2 separate regions of the Hordeum vulgare genome follow, and region 1 is linked to region 2. The links are chromatin contacts, called in public Hi-C maps. All regions are on one chromosome and are shown on one strand. Each heading gives the region's core, a stretch centred on a gene start, on an enhancer-like site or on the middle of the called end of the contact. The rest is flanking DNA. Distances are from core to core; before and after follow the strand shown. Region 1 holds the start of LOC123427471. Region 2 has its middle 31 kb from the start of LOC123430644.

What was found. A called contact is a pair of places that touch in the nucleus more often than the background predicts.
Region 1: a contact with region 2 is called in a Hi-C map of leaf, with 3 times the contacts expected there. The contact joins the promoter of LOC123427471 here to the enhancer-like site in region 2. A contact is called at or near these places in 2 of 6 Hi-C or Micro-C datasets (leaf and seedling).

What each region holds. Positions count from the first base shown.
Region 1 is chr2H:586,660,075-586,667,183 of MorexV3_pseudomolecules_assembly, reverse strand. It overlaps LOC123427471, which reads right to left and starts at 1,902. Exons shown (of 3, transcript XM_045111525.1): 1 at 1,561-1,902; 2 at 120-270. The coding sequence starts at 1,752.
Region 2 is chr2H:586,209,961-586,217,174 of MorexV3_pseudomolecules_assembly, reverse strand. No RefSeq gene overlaps it. Among protein-coding and RNA genes, the nearest start is that of LOC123430644, 31 kb to the right of the region's middle. Within about 2 kb of position 3,529, at least 1 of the 3 cell types and tissues checked has open chromatin away from gene starts, as enhancers often do. A contact at or near this core is called in leaf, where this site is marked.

The DNA.
Region 1 (7,109 bases), core at 653-3,152, 450 kb before region 2:
TTCTGGTTCATGTCTCGTTGATCCAATTAAGAATCCAATCAAACCGGTTAGTGCTCAACACTTGCAAACAAACTAATTTGAAGAATACTGAGCTTGAGGAACAGGGCCAGTAAGCTAACCATCGTGAACGTAGAAAGAAACAGTTTCAGGTGCTCCATATGGACTATGGAAACAAAACTTGTACGTTCCACCCCTTGGAGCATTAAACTCAAATTTCTCGCCAGATATTCCCTTCAACGTATATACAGTGTTACCGCCTCGTGAAGTTACCTATGTTCACAAACAGTATTATCAAACATGAGCAAGGGGGTCCATGGATCAATTGCTAAATGAAACATACTAAACAATTATTAACAACAGCATATAAAATGCAATTGCTCATAAGCAAACATAACATGTCAAAAAACATCAGATTAGCTTCTAGTGTGGATATTAACAAACTAAATGAAAATAGGGGAACATGTAAGTCTTTAAACTAAATTGAATTAGTAACTATTAAGAAATAAATAAATGTTCAGATGCGAGAACTGAGTCCAGACAAATTATTCTTTTTACAATCGTAGCAGATAAAGTAGGACCAAGTTGGGTATCCCGTAATAACCAGCAAATGCTGTTGAGCATGATGAGCAACATAAAGTTGATTATATAGTTGCAAAACAAGTTCTGATAACAACAAACCTAAAACCTAATATAAAGAAATTGGTATGAAGTGAACCGAGACATATAAACTAATATATCTAAACCTAAAACTTCACAGCAATTTGTTGTAGCATGCTGAAGCTACCATTGAGGTAAGAAGAAACTTAGATACTTGATTTGCCTCATAGAAATCGTTAAAAATATGGCCTCGTGTATTTATCTAAAGTACCACACCAGTTCACTTTGCACATTGTCGATATGCATGATACTCCACCTATATGTGCATCCCCAAAATTTCAATTTTTTCGACTTAAAAAGAAAGATAAGAAAGCTGATACAGCGCTGGGGATTGCGTCGATACAGCGGCGACATGGGAGCGCAGCCCAGAAAGCTGGGCGCTGGTGCTGAGCTGCGGATGCTTCTGCTTTGCATTAGCTTGTATCTCGTATGCAACCATGATGTATATTGATGCTGCTTGCTGCAGGTGAGCTGCTGATTTTGCTCCTGCGCTCTCTAGGGAGTGACATACCGACATGGGCATCTGTAGGCAGTGGCATGACACTATGACAGGCAGCCTATCTTCAATTGGGGGGGACTGTTACTGTTCTGTGTATCTCAAATCCAAATACTATCAAATGATGTACGTAGTTTGCAAGCACCAATAGTCCACCAGGAACTGAGGGAGTAGAATAGAAGTAAACAAAAATCATGCAGATTACTAATCGCCAAATCGACAAGCCGAATCGCAGATCCCCGAGATTCGATGCGGGACCAAATTCAAGCCGGCAGCCCCCATAATATAGATCCATACGAACACAACCCATAATCGAGTACGTACAAATCAACCAGAAGATCATGGCATCCAAATCAAATCCGCGCGAAGAATGCGATGAGGAGGAGGGAGATGAATCGGGCGAGTACCGTGAAGTCGATGCCGGGGTCGGGGCGGTCGGAGCTCCAGAAGATGTCATGGTCGACGACGACGAAATCCCCCGACACGAAGTTGCCCTCGTAGGGCACCAACTCGTGGATGCAGTCGCCGGTTTCGGCGGCCGCCGCCACCAGCGCCGCTGCCAGTACCAGCAGCACCACCGCCGGCCGCCACCACGCCATGGCAGCTAGCGCGACCGTGGAGACCCGGTCTGGATTCCGGGTTGGGCGAGGAGCGCGGCGAGCCGGTCGGTTTCGCTTGGGTTCGGGAGGAGAGAGAGTGAGGGCGACTCTGGGATCCCCGTCCGATCTCCTCGGCTACACGAGAAGTCGAGCACGGCCCGCAGTAATCGTGCCTTGGCGGGTCATGCCGGCCCACGTACCCAGCCTCCACACCCAAACACAACACGGGAGCTATACAAATCGGTTCGTCGACACGTCAGGTCCGATGGCCTGCTAGGCTTTTTAGTCTTTTAGGCTGATTTTATAGGCCGATTTTAATCTGTTGGATTATTTTCTATCTTATATATATATAAATAAATAAATAAACTGTAAACAGGTCGTGCCTTGTCGGCCCGTGTGTCCAGCCTTCAGATCCACGCACGGTCCGAAATGGGTTGCATGCCTGGCATAACCCGATTAGCCCGTGCCGTGCCTAATCCATAGCGTGTCGGACCGTCGTGCTTCTGGATTGGCCCAGAAAGCACGGCCCTTGTGGCCAGGTCTGAGTGAACGTGGCGGTCTTTTTTTTAACCTCGCAGTCGGGTCAGGTTTCACCGGACCTGATAATTAAATAGGAAGGTATGCTCCTTCACCCACGGCCACGAGTCCACGATCCTACTATGAGTATAAAAGCATACCCACGTCCGAACTGGATAACATTGATGTAGTATTGTCACTACGTATGTTAATAAATTCATAGTCAAAATCCGAACCGAATCTCTGATGAATCGTTTCATTGGCAACCAAGTTTTAAATATAACATCAAGAAAGATGATGAAATCACATTTACACTTGTACACATGCAAATAACACATATAGCATTAATTAGAACCATGACACGAGTGAGAAAACGGAGCACTATGTAAAAGATACTCCTTCTGTCTCAAAAATAAATGACTCAACTTTGAGACGGAAGGAGTGCAACACAGATTTTTAACATAATCTCATTCATCCTTCAACTATGACTCTCTAGACAATTTATTCGATGATTGCTTCCGAGTCTAATAAAATTAATAATATGAGCTTAAGAATCTCTAACATCCACTACAAAAAAAAGACACATCCCTGACATTATGGCTCAAGCAAAAACTTTTTTTCATGGATGTGACACTTCCATGACGATAATTATGATAAAACACATATCGTCATAAATGTGGTGGGCTCCCACTTCTATGACCAAAAAATTATGACAGAAAATGGGCTTTTCGTCATGAGCTGGTCGGAGACGCACCTGCATGATAGTCTTTGGGCCTTCCATGACGTAAAAGATTGTGGTAGAAGTGAGGGTGAGGAAATTTTTACGGATTTCCCGGTTACGGCGGGCAATCGGTGGGTGGTCGGGGCCGAGTGATGCAATGTGGTTTGCGCGTTTCTCTTGTACGCACGTGTTGGAAATATTCCCTAAAGGCAATAATAAAGTGGTTATTATTATATTTCCTTGTTCATGATAATTATCTATTATTCATGCTATAATTGTATTAACCGGAAAGAGTAATACATGTGTGAATATATAGATCACAATGTGTCCCTAGTGAGCCTCTAGTTGGCTAGCTCGTTGATCAATAGATGATCATGGTTTCCTGATCATGGACATTGGATGTCATTGATAACGGGATCACATCATTAGGAGAATGATGTGATGGACCAGACCCAATCCTAAGCATAGCACTAGATCGTGTTGTTCGTCTACTAAAGTTTTGTAATATCAAGTATCGTTTCCTTAGACCATGAGATTGTACAACTCCCGAATACCGTAGGAATGCTTTGGGTGCATCAAACGTCACAACGTAACTGGATGGCTATAAAGGTGTACTACGGATATCTCCGAAAGTGTTTGTTGGGTTGGTACGAACCGAGACTTGTCGGGACCCCGATCCTAAGCCATAGGAATCCAGCCTGTAACACATCGCATCTCTTTGCGGTCTCACGCACGGTTATCCCCACGGCTGCAACCTTACCTTAGCCGGGACCGTTTGCGCCTTTTGACTCGCGTATGCAATTGTGTCGCTAGCAATCCAATGACAAAGAACCCGGATCGACATGTCTAGTCATAAACCAAAGTGGCAGTTCCGCACAGGGACAGGCATACATGACCCAGCAAAGCAGGTGTCGGTCACCAGCGAATGTAGACGAGTCGTAGCAAGCTACAAGGACTCCATTATATCGCTTGACATTTCCCCAACGGGGACAAACACATCAGCTAAGAAGGATACATGCCAGTCAACCAATGTGTCCGGAGCAGTAGCGAACTACCATGGCTCGTTGGATCACAAAGGGGCATTTCCCTATAAGGAATGCTACTAAAGCCTATGGCTAGGTAATCGAACCCCATACATATCAAGTACAACACACGTACGCATGGCATACCGATATATATAGATACATCGATGGCATCACAACATAACCATAAACATACAAACTTTATTTAGAAGGCTCGGAAGAGCCACACACATAATATTACAAAGTAGGGGTCTCACGACCCATCATCACAAGTCATACACACAATTCTTACAAACCAGCGGAAGAGTAAAGTTGTCTGAGTACAGACAGATGGAAAGATAAAGGCACATGGCCTGACTATCTACAGACCCACCCTAGGGCCAGATCGTAGCTGGGATACCAGCTACTCGTCGTCGTTGATGTCTAGGTAGAACCCTCCATTAGGGTCATTAACAACCTCTGCAACAAATTCTTAAGCAAAGGTGAGTACAGAGGTACTCAACAAGACTTTAGGATAACTATCTACTCATGCAATGTATCAATAAGGAGTTGTGGGGTTTCATGCGAAAAGCCAGCATATGACTCATGGCTAGACAACTTGCATTTTTAAATAATTTTGACAACTTGATTTATCACACACGAGTCCACTAACACCACAACAATACTCCATCGTGGAATCATTCCGTCTCCATACGGAAATGCCGTCCACGACACTCACGCTTATCTTGACAATTTTATGAGTAGCCATTAAAGTTATCTATGAACAACATATGTCTCCAAGTAGTCCATATCTGCGGACGCGGCTATTCGAGTAGATCATAACCCTGCAGGGGTGTACTTGTTCACACATGCTCTCGCCACTTATCGCCATGTACACGTCATGCACCTCGGCAACCTTCAAGCGGAAGCCCAGCGAGGGAGTCGGCCACGACCGTTAACCACGCTAATACTTAGTCCAGGTCTATCGCCTATCTGAGGGTAACCCACACGGAAGTCCGGCCAAGGTTTCTGCCACGGCCCCAAACAATGTGCGCAGGGTTCCCCAAGCCCACCATCCGGGTGCCACTTGGTACACCGTGCCACTGCCTACCGCATCACAGCCCACCTCTCAGGTCAGCGCTATGCACGGCCTCCAGCATGACTATAAACACCAGAAACTACTTGCAACTCCTGGACCGAGTACTAAGCGATTAATAAGTCGAGGGGGTCAATTAAGTATCCCAACGTGTGGTAGTATCTAGTCTTGGATTACATACATGGAACTCAGTTCCTAAGGATGGTTCCAATGAAACAACCCGCCATGTACTCCTACATAGCCTTTCACCGGTACCTTTACCAAATCAGGTTCAACACACAACCTTTACTTACTGAACACATTCTCACAATTCTGTTCATCACCCAGATGACAGACCATACACAACTCTAAGCATAGCATGCATAGCAGAATAAGGCACATCATGGCTCAAGCATCTACCAGGTATGCTAGGTTGCAAGGTTCAACTATTTACTGTGACAAAGACAGGTCATGCAAAGGAAGTGGGTTCAACTAACGTGGCAAAAGCATTTGAAGCATTAGATCCTAATGCAATAAGTAAGTGCAGGAGTGAGAACATGGGATTTACCGGGATGATCAAGGTGGTTGCTTGCCTTGTTGCTCAGCAGATATTCGATGGAATCTGAAGGAGCGGGGCCTACCGGTAAAAACAATATCAATCAATAATAATCATATGCAACAAGATGATGCATGAGCATGGCATGAAGATGAAAGGTGGTAGGCTAATGTAGCTACTATTTATTAAGTTGAAGTTGATTTGAATCAAGATTCAAATATCACTTCAAACCAGGTATTTTCGAATACCCTTTTAATTGATTCAACCTGATGCTTAGGTCATCTTGTTTTTAACATGCATGGGAATGATATGTTAAGTTGCTGGTTGTGATTGAGCATTGATTGGTCATGGCATTTGAAGTGGAATTCGAATGGATTTCAAATTCCAAATTTTTATTACATATTATGGTTATCCTAATCATCATTTAATCTGTTTGGTGATGTTAACATTTTCAAACATGTTTGAAAATATCAAAATCAGATTCCTTGGATTTTTCTGATACTTTTTCATATATAAATTATTTCCATTGGAGTTACAGATTATTTTCTATGATTTTAGAAGTTTTGGGCATTTTATGGAATTCTTTTAAATCAGAAAAACTATTTATTGCGTCAGGCCCACGTCAGCATGGCGTCGGCCGTCGGCCGACCTGGTCAGGTCAAACCTGACAGGTGGGACCCACTGGTCAGCCTCACAGGGTTAATCCCGCGCTCACCAGCCCCTGATTGTGTTTGACTTGCGTTTGGGGCCCACTGTCAGCGACTGCTTAATGTTAAAACGGTGGATTAGCGAGGCCAGGTCAGATCCTGCCGGAAACTGGCCGGCGGCGACCAGATCCGCGGCGGATCTTTGCCGGAGAGTCGCCGTAGATGGCTGTGGTGCTCGGGAACGAGGGCCGAGAGCACTCGAAGGATCCCCATGCTCGGCCTCATCCAGTACGGGCCTCAGGGAGGACTGGGGAGGACCGGAGGTCACCGGCGACGAGCTAAGGCGACGGCCGGAGCTCGGGCTCGTCGATCTAGTGGCTCGGGTGCACGAAACTGAGGGGAAGAAGAGGGAAAACGAGCGCAAGCTCACGGTGAAGGCAGTGGAAAGCTCGGACGGCTCGGGGAGGCGCTGTGGGCGACGAATCCAACGAAGCTTGTCGGCGGCCGGAGGTTGAAGACGACGGCAATATGGCGCAGCAGGGCTCGGGGAGGTCAGAAGCTTCGGCGTACGCGGCTAGCTTGACGAGGCGGAGAGGTTGGAGCGCTCGGAAGAAAGAACCGGTGGCTAGACGGCTCGGGCAGCTCGAGCTTGAGCTCTGTCCATGGCGGCAGAGGAAGAAGAAGAAGAAACAGAGAGGAGGGATAGGAATGGAGCTCGGGGGAGGATAAAGACGCGTGCGGGGGTCTCATTCTCAGCGTCGCGCTGGCCTGGGGGGCACGAGAGCATGCCACGGCGAAGCAGGAGGTGGAGGAGGCCGCCGTGGCGCTCACTCCTGTGCCA
Region 2 (7,214 bases), core at 2,280-4,779:
GCCATTGCATTGCTCTATGGGTACTACCGTCTGAGCGGTAGTACCGCTCTCCGGAGCGGTAGTATCGCCTGTGTTGTGGTTGTGGGTATAACAGTTAGAGTTGGGAGGGACTATTTAAGAGGGACTTCTTCCCTAATGGATCTTATCCTTTGAACTCGAGTTATTCCGCCATTGTGGACCTTCTTACTAATGATTCTTGCTAGTTCTTGAGGGAAAAGAGAAAGAGGGGAGATCTAGATCTATGTTTTCACCAATCACTTTCTCCTCTATGTGAGCGGAACCCCTTGAATCTAGATCTTGGACTTATTTGTGTTTTCTTCTTCGTTCTTTCTCTCATTTGCCTAGATATCATTAGTTGTTGTTGTGGGCTTTGGTAGAGAAGGACTTGGGCACTCCGTGTGCCCTTACCCTTACATTTGATGCATAGATTTGAGTTCTCCACGGTGATACTTGAAAGTGAAGTTTGAGAAGCTTATTACTCTTGGGGTGTTTGGGCACCCTAGATCTTGTACCTCTTGGGTGCATTGGCGCCCTAGATTGTTGGTGGTGCCTCGAAGCTCAATCATTATGGTGTAAAGCTCCGGAAGCTCCGCACAAGCGTCGAGGTCTCTAATTCAGTTGTGGAGATTGTCCCGAGCAATTTGTACGGGTTTCGGTGACCGTCCCAAGGGTTACCAAAGTGTACGGGTTAGGTAACCGCCCCAAGCGTTGCCATTTGTAAGGATTCGGTGACCGCCCTCAAGGGCCCTTAGTGGAATAACGATATCTTGCATTGTGCGAGGGCGTGAGAAGATTACGGTGGGCCTAGTGGCTTCTTTGGAAGCATTGTGTCTCCACACCGCTCCAAATAGATATTAGCATATCCAAGTGTGTGAACTTCGGGATACATCATCGTCTTCGCGTGCCTCGACTATCTCTTACCCGAACCCTTTATTTATGCACTTTATTTTGTGATAGACTTATTATTTCTTGTTATATATCTTGCCATCACTTAGTTGTTTATCATGCTTAGCATAAAATGTTGGTGCACATAGATGAGCCTTGTTGTTTTAGGTTTTGTGCTTGACCAATTAAATATTAGTTCCATTCCCCATTTATTGAAGCTATTATTATTTTAAAGCGTCTATTCACCCCCTATCTAGGCGACATTCATGTCCTTTCACCTGTTTAATGGCGGCATATGGACGGACCGGGCATTGGACGGACATGGTAGATAGACGTCCCGTCCCGTCCAGCCACGCGTCTACAACATTGAACAAATGTGGACCCGAGAGACGCGTCGCGGACGCCGCCCTAGGCCGACGAGCCGCTTCAATTCTATCGCCGAACCACCAGTGAGAGGTCGCGTCCGCTCTTCAATGGAAAGAGTCCGCTCTACAACGACATGAATGTGGGCAGCCGGTGTCGGCGGAAATCGCACATGGAAGAGGGGTGGGCGAGTGCGATCAGAATCGGCCAAAGTAGTGGTCGGGACTTTCATAACCTTCGCCACATTTGTCTTCGCTTTGTCGAAGAAATTACGTCCGGACCGTTCCGCAAATCAATATAACACCGCATCGAAAATGCGTTCGGCATCTTTAAACCTTTTAACGTCAATATCCACATGGCACATGGATGCTGCTGCCGGTTTGCACAAGTTAGAGTCCATGTCCACCAGGCCTGTGATTTCGGATCTGGTTCGGACATGTAAGCCTCATTCATGAGGCCTGCTTATTCATGGCCAACAATGTCTTCCTTGCGTGATGCAATGCAAAGCCGACCGAGCATATACGTACAGCACCTGCCGCCATGACGACGTGAGGGAGACTCTCAACTGTCCTTTCCCACCTACAGTTTGCCTGACGTAATTGTGGCGCACCTTCAGGCCATCAGCCAACTACTCCGGCCGTCTTTGCTTATGTCGGACTATTTTTTTCTTCGAAACGAGTCAGAACAATTATCTCATTGGTTAATTAAAAAACAACTGCACAGTTAATTTACGGACTAAACCGATTGAAAATTAATACAAACAAACTCACTCAACACGAAGCAAAACGATAACTCACGTAACAGCCAGAATCCTCAACACTTTTACAATGCAACGGAACCCCTTCGAGAAAACTGACAACAACGACTTAAAATACCAAAGCCACGTACAACACGAGAAACCCAACATTATTCATCACGAAATCACCGACGAGAACTCGAGAAACCGACCATTATTCATCACGAAATCACAGATGCCTTCGCTTTCGCATCATCAATCATAGAAACCTCGAGCTGCTCATTTGACAAATATGAATCTTGTTCCTCAGCCGAGGTCACCGATGTGTCCACCTTCATATAATTCATTGACAGACTGAGACGTAGCTCACTAAGCTCGGACATGATCTACAACACCGGAGCCACGAGCAGGGCGATGGACTCACCCTAAGAGGTAAACAATATAAAAAGGAAGGTAGGCATCGACGATGAATTGTGTCCAACATGAGAGGAGAAAGAGCCATATAACTCCACCCCTATCCTTCAGGGAGCAAACACCGACCACACAAGGAGGATGCGACGTCACAGAGGTATGCAACATCAACTTCGACGGGAAAGTGAGCCGGTCGTGGCAGAGCGACACACGCCCAACACCCACGGTGAAGGGCCTTGAAGGGGAGACCCACAGTCGGGCTATCACACTAGCAACATCTCTCGGGGTCCCTCCACCTTGCCATTTTGCAAGTTTTTTTTTCATTCAAATTTTTTCACTCATGTTCGAGGTGAAAAAAATAAAGTACAAAAAAATCATGAAAACATAAGAAACATTATAAAAATAAAATGGGAAAGAGAAGAAAGACCAACAGTGGAGAAGTAGAAGAATCTCGTTGTCTTCGCTCATGTTAGTATTTCAGGTTAGAGTTTCATAATCCTCACACGTATGGTGCTCGGACAGATGATAGTACTTCCTCCTCGAGTTCGTTTGTGTGAACGTAGTTAACGAATCTCCGGCGTAGGTTTCCACCATCTCCTTGGGGTTGTAAAGTTAGGATTTCTTGTTATCTGACGAAATTTACTGTCAGTCGTTTTCTGATCTATGCGAGGGTTGAGCGACGACGACTATGACCCTAGGGTGTTGGTCCTTAATGGCACGTGCAAAAGGAATTTTGGCTATCATCGACAAGATCAAGCCAGCTCCGATAGAAAAGCGGTACGTCGACGGCTCGTTATCTTATAATCTTGATGTAATTTCTATTATATTTGATATTCTTTGTACTTTACAATATATCTGATATTTTTACGAAAAAAATAATATATGACCAACGGCAGACGTGGTAAGCAGTCTCAATAAGAAAAGAAAAGACGTAAAATAGGAAAAGGAAAACAGGGGGAGAAATGCCTGGTGAACCAGCCCAACATGCTGGACACCTATCTAGGTGCTTATATGACAAAACAAACTGATATCCAGAAAATAAAAGGTATCTAGCGCCTTTTTTTGGCATCTCCTATCCAAAGAGCTCCTATACGTTGCGCGCTGCGTTCGATTGGCGCGCCTACACAAGGACAGCCCTCGACAGGTCCGGTCCATTGTGAGATTTTTCACAGTTTTAGCTCATAAGACGTAAATAATTCACAGAATGAACTCGATTTGAAAGTATTTTCGGATCTGACTCTTTTAGAAACGCCAGAGCCCGTGGCTTTGCTGCTTCACGTAGAAACGCCAGTCTATCGTGACGTTTCTGGTCCACATTCAGACGCCAGTCTAGCGTCGCCTTGTAGTCAAACTTAGCAACGCCAGGGGTGCTGGCGTTGCTATCCACGTAGCAAACGCCATTGACAATGACGTTGCAGCATTGGTACGTATGTTCAGCGCGCGCGACGGGTCTCGCGTTGATGATAGGATATGCATGGGATGGGATCGGCGCCGGCTGGCTGCTGCTACCACTAAAGAATAAGCATGTTGCAGGATGTGCAACTAGGCCTATGTCTATTGTACCGCTGACAGGTTGCAGCATTGGTACGTATGTTCAGCGCGCGCGACGGGTCTCTCTTTGCAGCATAGAAATGAAGTGCACTGTCCATGCATACAATTGAAGTGGTAGCAGACTAGTCAGCGGTACAGTGAACATAAGTGGTCAGTTACAGCGTGACACTGGCCAAAAATGACAAGAAACGAACACATAGACATAGGCCCAGTTGCACATCCTGCAGCATGCTTATTCTTTAGTGGTAGCAGCAGCCAGCCGGCGCCGATCCCATCCCATGCATATCCTATCATCAACGCGAGACCCGTCGCGCGCGCTGAACATACGTACCAATGCTGCAACGTCATTGTTAATGGCGTTTGCTACGTGGATAGCAACGCCAGCACCCCTGGCGTTGCTAAGTTTGACTACAAGGCGACGCTAGACTGGCGTCTGAATGTGGACCAGAAACGTCACGATAGACTGGCGTTTCTACGTGAAGCAGCAAAGCCACGGGCTCTGGCGTTTCTAAAAAAGTCAGATCCGAAAATACTTTCAAATCGAGTTCATTCTGTGAATTATTTACGTCTTATGAGCTAAAACTGTGAAAAAATCCGTCCATTGTCTTGCGAAAACAGAGAAAAAATCACTGTAAAATGATTTTGGCTGGGCATTTTTCCCTGTCCGGTTTTAGGCTGTTTTTTTTCTGTTTACATTTAAATTTATCATTTCCGTATTTTTCAATTTTGTGAACTTTCTCAAATCCGTGATTTTTTTATTAAATTCATAAATTAGGGTAAAATCAAATTTGTGAACTTTCTGTCTCAAATTCGTGAACTTTTTTCAACTTCATGAACTATTTCTTGTAAATATGCGATTTTTTTCAATTGCATCAACGATTTTGTCTATGTTTTGTGAAATTATTTCAAATTCATGACCTTTTCCCATCAAGTATGACATTTATTTTTCATTTTTTTGTCTTAAATTTTTAACCTTACTTCAAATTCGTGTACCTTTTAACTCGAACTTATGATAATTTGTAAGTTTGTGATTTTAAAAATTATTGATCTTTTTCCTTTTGGCAAACTTTTTTCCTCGTATACATGAGCTTCTTTTAAATTCATAACGTTTTCCTAATTGCATGGTTTTCTTAGATCCGTAAACTTTTTAAAAATATGTGAACATTTTCCCATATTCATGAACTTTTGCAAATTCGGAGTCTTTTTTATCCCATTCCCTATCCTTCTTTCAAATTTGTGACTTGCAAATCCATTATTTTTATAAATTTGATAACAGTTTTGAAATTGTGTTTTTTTTCAAATCTATAGACATTTTCATTTTCGTAAACGTTTCTCGAATTTGTGAACTTTTCTATGAAATCAGTGAACATGTTTTAACTAAAAAAACGGCTACCTTTTTTTGTGTGAAAAATAATACAACAAAATAGGAGAAAAATAAATAAAGAGCGAACACAAAGACAAAAAACAGCAAGCGACCGGGCGAGTTTGCGAGACACATGCCTATACCTTGCTTACAGGTAGCTCAAGGTTTTTTCTCTATCAGCTATAGTACAAGGCCGGCCCGTCAATTCGCTCGCACGCTGCTCTCGCTACGTTCGATTCGTTCGGTTCGCTTAGTTTTCTATCCTATTTTTTTTCTTGTGTTTCTTTCAGTTTTCTTTATATCATCATTTGTTTTTCCGGTTTTCTGTCTTTCTTTATTTTTTCTGCAGTTTCATTGCTTTCATTGTTTTTTTGGTTTCTTTATCGGTTTTCATAGGTTTTATTTTCTTTGGTTTACATTGTTCCTTCTTTGGTTTTCTTCTTCACCCGTTTTCCTCTATTTTAATTTTTTCTTTGTTATGTAGTTAGTTCTCTTTTATTTTTCACTATTTTTTTGTCATTCTTCGTTACATTGTTTTTTGTTTTATTTCGCATTTCATTTTTTGTTTCTTAATTTTCATGGGGTTCAACACAGGTTAACTTATTTTCAGTAAACATTCAACATCTTTCGCATATATCAGAAACAATTTTATATACACTTTTTTAAAAACTTATATTTCTAATTTCTAGTTTGTCCATACAAAATTTATATTTTTGGTATATATATATATCTAATTCATTTTTCTGATACACGTTCACAAATTTTGAATACAAGATTAACATTCTTTGAATGCATGGTTAACTTTTATTCCATAGAGCTTTTTTACATTTTAAAATGTTTGAATAACATTCTACTAAATAAAAGCTTAACTTTCTCTGATACGTGATCAGTAATGTTTTCAATACATATTTAGCAATTCAAATGCTGAATTAAAAAATTTCATATACAAGTTTCATACTTTTGGAAGACACGGTCAACATTTTTATATATAGATTTATAAAAAATAAATGCCTGATTAATATTTTGAAAATAGAAGCGACATTTTTAATACATTGTCAAAAATTATTAATACACGGTCAACATTCTTTCTATATATTTTAACATTTTAAAATGGTTGAATAACATATTTCAAATACAACATTGATTTTTTTGAATCCATGGTCAACCCTTTTTGAATACATGATCAATATTTTTTTACATATTAAATATTTTTTTCTCAAATGCTTGATTTATATTTTTTAAAAAGAATACAAGATTAACGATGTTTGGAAGTGTGAACATTTTTAACACTGCACAAACAGTTTCCAAAACTTAAATATTTTTTCAAAACATGTGTATTTTATTTTTATTTTTAATAAAAAGAGGGGGCACAACTGTGACTATCAGAAAGGGAGAAAAGCGAGGGGAAATCATGCTTCTTGCTCGATATTTTTTCTATTTTTTTGTGAAAAAGAAGTTTGCTGAAATCTATTAATATGAGATTTACTCCATCTATTCCAGAATATAAGAACATTTTTGACACTACACCAGTATAAAAAACGCTCTTATCTTATGGTACGGAGGGAGTAGTTTTGAAGTTTTTGATGCGAGAAATTCAACACTGAAAATGGTTAATGATTTGGACGTATGGTTTAAAACAATAAAATGTTTTAAATAAATTAATATATGAAAAAGTAAAAACTCACATGACACCTATCACACTCTAGAAAGGTAGGAGTGACCTTTGCAAATGATTCCCCTAATTAGGGAAGCAACTATGTGAGGATCGCTCCTTTGGGAGACTTCCAAGGGTCACTCACACGCGCTGCCACTTGTTGCGTTTTGCCGCTGCAACGTATCAAGTTTTAGTCGTTCCCTTTGAATTTTTTTGCACACGTTTTTGGTTTTTAAATGTTTTTTTTGCAA